2 separate regions of the Anas platyrhynchos genome follow, and region 2 is linked to region 1. The links are chromatin contacts, called in public Hi-C maps. All regions are on one chromosome and are shown on one strand. The core of a region is the stretch at or near the end of the contact, and the rest is flanking DNA. Distances in the headings are between cores, read along the strand shown.

Evidence for each region. A called contact is a pair of places that touch in the nucleus more often than the background predicts.
Region 2: a Hi-C map of skeletal muscle shows a contact between it and region 1, with 3 times the contacts expected there. The contact joins two enhancer-like sites. A contact is called at or near these places in 2 of 8 Hi-C or Micro-C datasets (skeletal muscle and subcutaneous adipose tissue).

What each region holds. Positions count from the first base shown.
Region 1 is chr1:11,362,673-11,366,474 of IASCAAS_PekinDuck_T2T, reverse strand. No RefSeq gene overlaps it. Among named protein-coding and RNA genes, the nearest start is that of CD36, 45 kb to the left of the region's middle. Within about 2 kb of position 1,429, at least 1 of the 8 cell types and tissues checked has an H3K27ac peak or open chromatin away from gene starts, as enhancers often do. A contact at or near this core is called in subcutaneous adipose tissue, where this site is marked.
Region 2 is chr1:11,459,909-11,463,719 of IASCAAS_PekinDuck_T2T, reverse strand. LOC101797418 (guanine nucleotide-binding protein G(t) subunit alpha-3) reads right to left here. Exons shown (of 9, transcript XM_072028538.1): 3 at 233-275. The coding sequence starts at 237. Among named protein-coding and RNA genes, the nearest start is that of CD36, 52 kb to the right of the region's middle. Within about 2 kb of position 1,894, at least 1 of the 8 cell types and tissues checked has an H3K27ac peak or open chromatin away from gene starts, as enhancers often do. A contact at or near this core is called in subcutaneous adipose tissue, where this site is marked.

The DNA of each region.
Region 1 (3,802 bases), core at 180-2,679:
ACATGGAAACAAACCAGGGAAAACAGGAATGCTGTGAATATTCTCAGTTGCCTCACTGTATGAAAGCAATATATCTAAGTATATATATATATTTAATAATAATAAATATATTTATTTACTTATTTAGCATATAGTTTAGGAAGGCCTGGGTCTCCCATAGAGTCCATGTCATAATTATCATCCATCATGAGTGTTTCAAATATCCCAAAGCATGTCATGTGGGAAGTCTTCCTAGATCATTCTATAATCTCTTTCCATAGATGTACTCTTCACACCTGAGTACTTATACGGAACCTTCCCCAAAGTTCTTTGTGGGCAGAAAAGAGAACTGAATGAAAAGATATCACAACTAAATAGCTCATAAGCAGATTTGTATTAACTCCTCTTGCCAACCACCAACCTCTTCTAAACATTTTTTTTTTTTTTTACAGACACTTTCTGGATGCTCCAAAATGCACTTGAGAATATATAACTTCTTGCAGCCTGAAACCCTGAATAATATAAATAATTAAATAAATAAATGAAAACTAAATAATAATTAAAAATGCACATTTTACAGTTTTGGCTTTTGAATTTTGAGGGGCACATTCCCGGAATCACAGAATCACAGAATCAATCACATAACAGTTGAGGTTGGAAGGGACCTCTGGAGGTCATCTGGTCCAACTCCCTGCCTAAGTAGGGATGCCTTGAGCAGGTCTATTCAGGACCATCTCCAAGTGGCTTTTGAATCTCTGCCCAGGAAAGTGGTGGAGTCACTGTCCCTGGGAGTTTTCAAGGAAAGGTTTGACCTGGTGCTTAGGTACATGGTTTAGTGGGTGACATTGGTAGTACGGTGATGGCTGGACCAGATGATCTTGAAGGTCTTTTCCAACATTAATGATTCTGTGATCTCCAAGGAGAGAGACTCCACCGCCCTTTTTGGGCAACCTGTGCCAGTGATCAGTCACCCTCACAACAATGAAATGCTTTTTTGATATTCAAACGGATACTCCTGAGTTTCAGTTTTTGTCCATGACTTCTTGTCCTGTTAGTGGGCACCACTGAAAAGAGCCCTGCTCCATTTTCTCTGCTTCCTCCCTTAAGGTATTTATAGACATTGATGAGATCCCCTGAGCCTCCTCTTCTGAGGCTGAATAGTCCCAGCTCTCTCAGCCTCTCCTAATAGGAGAGGTGCTCCTGTCCCTCGGTCACATTTGTAGCCTTCATTAGAGGCCCTCCATTATTGTGCTGTCATCACAATATATTAAAAAAATATATTATTTAGTTATAAAAAAAAAAAAAAGGACACTAAAAATAAAAAGAAAAAGAACAGGAAAAAAATAAAACTAAAATCACCCTTAGTTTTATAGATAGCACTGTGCATCTTAACCTCTAGGCCTCGGCCTGCAGTTTGTGAGATGGGCACTAGATGGCAATGCAATATCTAGGCTGGCAGTCTGAATTCTCCAAAACACGTGTTCAGGGCTACTCACCCTTGCACTGGGATTAGGGTGGATACAGTTGGACACGGTGAGACTTAAACTGGGGCCCCTTTATGCGCATTTATCTGCATTGCATCACCACCTCACACAGCTTAGTAGTGTTGCAACAATTACCTAATTAGTTCATATATGCTAGCATACAGCTTCTAAGAGATCTAGATATAGAGAATGCTTACTTTACAAAGTTGCATTTCAGCTTCTGAAGAAATAATGAAATATTTGAACTTGGGTCATGTTCTCCCAGGCCTGTGAACAACATAAATGATGCTCCACTTACTGCTTGACAGCTTCTGCAGGCAGAGCATGCTCCTGGTACCTGCTCAAAGAGCCAGACTGACTCCTTCTGATGAAAGACATAACAAAATATGTAACACCCAACGCTCAGGAGCCTCACTCACCACCCCTTGACATCAAAGAAACAACACCCATTTTCAAGATTCACCTTTTTTAATATCCCCACTCTTCATCCTGAAAACTCATCTTTTCTTATTCTTTCTGCTTCCTGTGCCCGTGAAGATGTGAACATAACCTGCTTGAGCATTTAAATTCAGTTTTACTGACACTGATGAAATGTTTAGAAATGTATCTCTGTAACTGTGTACTTAAAATATTTGCTTAAATATGGTTACAGCATCTGTTCTGGACTTTCAGTTGTAAATCAAGGCTCTAGACCTTAACCAGTATTATATCTTTATTATGGGATATGCTTTGGTTTTAGAGAAAAGAGGTCTTTTTTTGGTCTTTTTTTTTTTTTTTAACTGGGAAGAACAAAAATATTACAATGCATGTGGCTAGACAAGCAGATATATGTTTAAATAACACATTTACACCAATATTAACAATACCTAGCTAACAGGGTAGCCATGATAGCAGCTTTGAATGACAGGAAATAATAATAATAATAGTAATAAAAAAAATACATGTAAGGCTAACTTAGCCTACCTTGCAAAAATGTATCTCCAGGGTGTTCTGCAGGGGTTTGCAGGGGGTTTACAGGGAGCGGGAAATAATCCATTTCCAATCTCCATTTTCAAGGTAATAGTGCTGGCCCCGCTGAGAACCAGTACCTCATCAAGCTTTTTCTAAAAGTTAGATGACAGGTAGGTCAGGTGTAGCTGAAATTATGGTGGTTATGTCACTATTCACCTGTGGCCATAATTTATGGAAATAAAATATTTATCCATGTGTGTTAATGAGTCTGTTTATTGTCTCTAACTATATATGAATACCTTGCAGAGTTATGAAGACAGAATAGCAGTCTCTTTTATTAAGAAAATCAAGCTTGGCACCTGTTGAGTTGTGGGGTATGATCTCTCATCCCAGTGAGATGATATCCTAATACTCAGGTGGGAGCACTTCTTGTAACACTCAAGAGACCCTTTAAAATGATGACTAATCAGTGTTTTTTTATTTGTTTGTTTGTTTGTTTGTTTGTTTTTCAAAATCAACTTGAATTATACATATAGATGTCCAGAACTAGACTCTAAGTTACTCCTCAAAGAAATAAGAACCAAGACGTTACATCAGAAGTTATCTGTGTTGTAAACCAGACAAGGTGCCAAATGCTGGACTTGTCCAAGGTTTCCTCTCTGTTTATGTTTGCAAAATACAAGTGTGGATGTCCTGAAGATACAGTTTCCGTTGACCAGAGGAGAATACTGGTTGTCTCTATCTGATCATCACATCAAAATCCATCATGTTATGGAAGTTTTTGGTAACAATTTTAGGATTAGGATTTAATCTTAAATGTTAGCCCTTTAGTACGAAACATTTCTTATGAACTTTTCATATATATAATTATCATATTTGTCTTGTCACATGTTTTAAATAAGAAATCTCTACCTTTGACTACTGGATGAATTACTTTTTGGCATACCTGTCTTTTCCTGAAGGACAGAAAGTTTTGAAAAACTTTACCCATACAAACTAAACTTGGCATGGAAATGATCCTGTGGGGAGCCGGTACAGTAGTGAAGGCTTTTGTGTTGCTGCATTTTAAATATTGATTTAGAAATTTGTATCCATTATTCAAATTAGCTCTGCAAATATGCTTCACAGCAAGTCTTGCCTGATTGAAGCTTGGCATGTAGAATCTTGGCTTTCCTTCTGAAGACTAAGCTTTCATGCTGACTGCCTGAAGGGCAGGGAGAGAGTTTACAGGCTTGAGGAGGTAGTAGAGGCATGTTAAAATGACAGATATACAACATGTATTAAACCTCTTCCATTATTGGCTTTCCCAAAGTAGATTTCACAGGCAGTGGCTATCACATGATTTCATGTCCAGTTGCTGACTCACCAGGGATCACACGTAGCTGCTC
Region 2 (3,811 bases), core at 645-3,144, 97 kb before region 1:
GCTTCAGTAAAGGGTTGGACAGGTGCATGATTTGATCAGACAGATCTGATTACCAATCCAGCTGTGTGTCTTAGTCACTTTGTATTTTTGTTTATGTGTCTGAATGAGAACTTGATTTTAATGATGTTTCTTTGCATTTTATTCAAATAACATAAATATTGCAATAAGATGTTAGATAGCTTATGCTACAAATACCATATTCAACAACTGATGTGAATATTCATGTACTTACTTCATTTGCTTTACAATAGTGCTCTTTCCTGACTCTCCAGCACCTGCAGAGAGGGAATATTCAGAAGATATGATTGATACATCAATAAGTAGAAAATATTAAAAATAACTCTCTGGAACAGAATTTGGTATTTATGAAGAGACATGCAGATGTTTCAGATCCCCATTTCACTAACTGTAAACCTCCCTAGTGTCCATTCAGACTTAGAAAGAATGAAATCTTGGTGAAAATATAAATTCTAAAAGAGGGAAGAGATATTTGAAAAGAAAGGAAAGTGCAGTCAATTAAGAAAAATACAGTTTCTTATTATCAAAGAGATATTGGTCATATTTTGATTTCATCCCCATCACCTGGGCAGATTGCTGAAAAGACACAAAAAAACTACAGCACCTGACAGTATGTTGTTTGTTATATGATTGTAGCTGCTCATTTAATGTCTATGCTGACTTTGTAATCCAGACCACCTAGCATATTTAAACAAGTGGAAAAGCAGGATTTCTACGTGATTTAGCTCACGAAGCAGAGGCAGCACATGAGCAAATATCTTGATACTGGTCTATTGCCACTTCCTCTGCCCTATGGTCTTCCACTGAAAGTGGGAAATCTGCACAGCCTTGCAGCAGATACAACTTGAGAATGAATTTGCAGTAAATTCCCATTGCTGTCAGGGAGATATAGGCATTTGGTTGTACAGGCAATTTGCAGAACTAGGTCTTAGTTTAAGTCAGATTATTCAGATTAATTTGGCCTTCTTATCTCATGCAAAGTGAATAATCACAGCACAAGACTTTCCATTGCAAATCAGTATGAGTTTAACTATTTTAACTTCTATCAGTGAGACTGGTGAGGAGCAGGGCTTGGCCACACCTGCCAAACACAAGCTAGATTTTAAAAGAACCTGAAGAGAAGGTTTGACTTCTCTGTATGAATCCATGGGACAAGACTCATCACTACTCTAATTTTTGCAGATTATCATTTACCTTACTGGATACTTTTGGCTAAAGAGAAAACTTGCGGCATAGCTATTCTAAGTGATGGCCCCTCAGTGAATGGAACAGATTACAGAGTTTCCAAACAGATTTTGTAAAGCTAATAGCATTTAAATGACAGAGATTAATTTACTCAATTGAATCACAACAGACAGCAAACCATATGCAAAACATTTTCTAAAGCCCACAATGTGAATGGCAGAAAGTGCGAGAGGAAAACATCAAGCCCATGCAAAATGAGCTGATGCTGCCATCTGCCACAGTTTGGACAAAATGCAAATTTGCTTTAGATCACTTTTTATCCTCTCAATTCCCCTCTGAAGAACTTGGTAAAGCCCTGCCAGGGAAGCAGCATTGCTAAACTTTTTGTAGGGAAGAGAGCAAGCAGTTCTGGGAATTCCTGCATCCACCTCATGGAAAGATGCCAGGAAGCATAATACAGAAATGAACCTCTCTTCCAGATTTGGAAGACAAGGTTAAAATAGAGTAGGAGTCATAATTTATATCTTGTAGGTGTATTTCTCTACCTCTGCTCATCTCTAATTTATGACCCAGTAATGCCTTTATCTAAACAACAGATGACTCATAGACTTTGGCTCCACTCTGGAGTATTGTGTTAATCGTAGCAGCAGTTGTACTTCAGGAAACAAGTCAGTAACAATTTACTTTGCACCTGCTTCCCTTCTTTCTTCCCCCTCCTGTTCAGCCTGCTTTTCTGGCCCGAGCCCTTAAGACAGGAGAGCAGGGCCACAACTACATTTCTACTCACCACAGAATTCTTCTGCCCATGCAAATGGCAGCAAAAGAACTACGGGGAGCTGAGGGCAGCTTCACTTTAGGAGGCAGTGAAGAGGGAAATTATGATCCAGCCCAAATTTTCTACATAAAAGACTAGAGCTTAGGCCAAAGTCAGTCTTGTTCTAAAGTCTGGAAAATTTAAATGGCTTTTAAACAATTTCCTGTCTCTGTGAAGATTTGTGTCTCTGCCTGACAGGGACCTTATAAAACATGCTATAGCCTGTATTTTGCATTTCACATTCTTATGATCTATTTTTTATTCAAATTTACCTTTGATTTCCATATCTCTATTTGTATGCCAAGTTTCCTTGAGATGGATATAGGCATGGAAAATAAAGGCACGGAAATCTTTGTTACTGCCTGAAATTCTAGGCATTTTCCTGAGAGATGAAAGACATTTCACGGTGTATCAGGGCGTGCTACATCCACCTTCAGCACTGTGCTGGACAACGAGCAGTCTGGCAGACTGTAAACTGCCTCTCATCTTGGTTGGGATATTCTGAATTCAACTTCCCAGCTTCCATGCCATTTCTGTTTCAGGACACATTGAGGCTTCAGAGAAGCCTCGAGAAGTGCAGTGAGCATGGCATAGCTGCAGGCAAAGATCTGCAAAGGAGCCACACCCAGAGACATGTCTTGAATTGCCCCTCTGCTCTGGGATGGTCCAGCCTCTACAGTGCAGACTACAAAGGTGTATAGACAGACCAGGAACAGAGAAAAAAATAAATATGGAGGTACTTTGAAAGACAGTGAGAACTGATTGAATTCAAAGGAGAGCAGAACACAAGACCTCAGATGTAACTTGAATCCACTACTTTCCTAAGCAGAATTTCACAGGGTCACAACATGGTTGAGATTGGAACAGACATTTGGAGGCCACCTTGTCCCTGATCAAGCAAGGCCACACAGAACTGGTTACCTAGGACCATATCCAAATCGCTTTTGAGGATCTCCAAGGAGGGCGACCACACAACCTCTCTGGGCAACCTGTGCCAGTACTCTGTCACTTACACAGCACTGAAGTGCTTCCTGATATTCGGGAGGAACTTCTTGTGTTCTAGTCTGTGTCCATTGCCTCTTGTCCTGTCCCTGGGCACCACTGAAAAGAGCTTGGCTCTGTCCTCTTTGCACCCTCCCTTCAGGTATTTATCCAAAGTGATAAGATCTCCTGAGCCTCCTCTTCACCATGCTGAACAGTCCCAGCTTCCTTGGCCTTTCCTTGGAGGAGGAGTGCATCGTGGTGGCCCTACATTGAACTCCTTTCAGTATGCTCAGATCTCTTCTGTACTGGAGGGCCTAGAACTGGACACAGTACTCCAGATGTGGCTGTATCAGTGCTAAGTAGAGCAAAAGCCTCAAACCTCCCTCAACCTGCTGCCAATACTCTGCCTAATACAGTCCAGGATATGGTTAACTTTTGCAGGAATGGCTTATTGCTGACACTTTTTCAATGTGGTGCCCACCGGGACCCCCAGGTCTTTTTCTGTTTTCCATCTTGGTGATCCTCAACATATACTTGAGCCTGGAGTTGTTCCTCCCCCAGTGCAGGATTCTGCATTTCTGCTTCTTGAACCTCATGAGGCTCCTATCAGACCATTTTTCCATCTGTCCAAGTCCCAAGGTAGCACAACTCAATAGTATATCTCACCTCAGTTTTTGTATCATAAAAAAAAATAAATAAATAAAATAAAAAAAATCTGAGGGTGTACTCTGTGTCATTGTCCAGATCATTAATGAAGACATTAAGATTTTTTTGAATATTTGTGAATACAGGGAAGAGTACAAGTCCTGA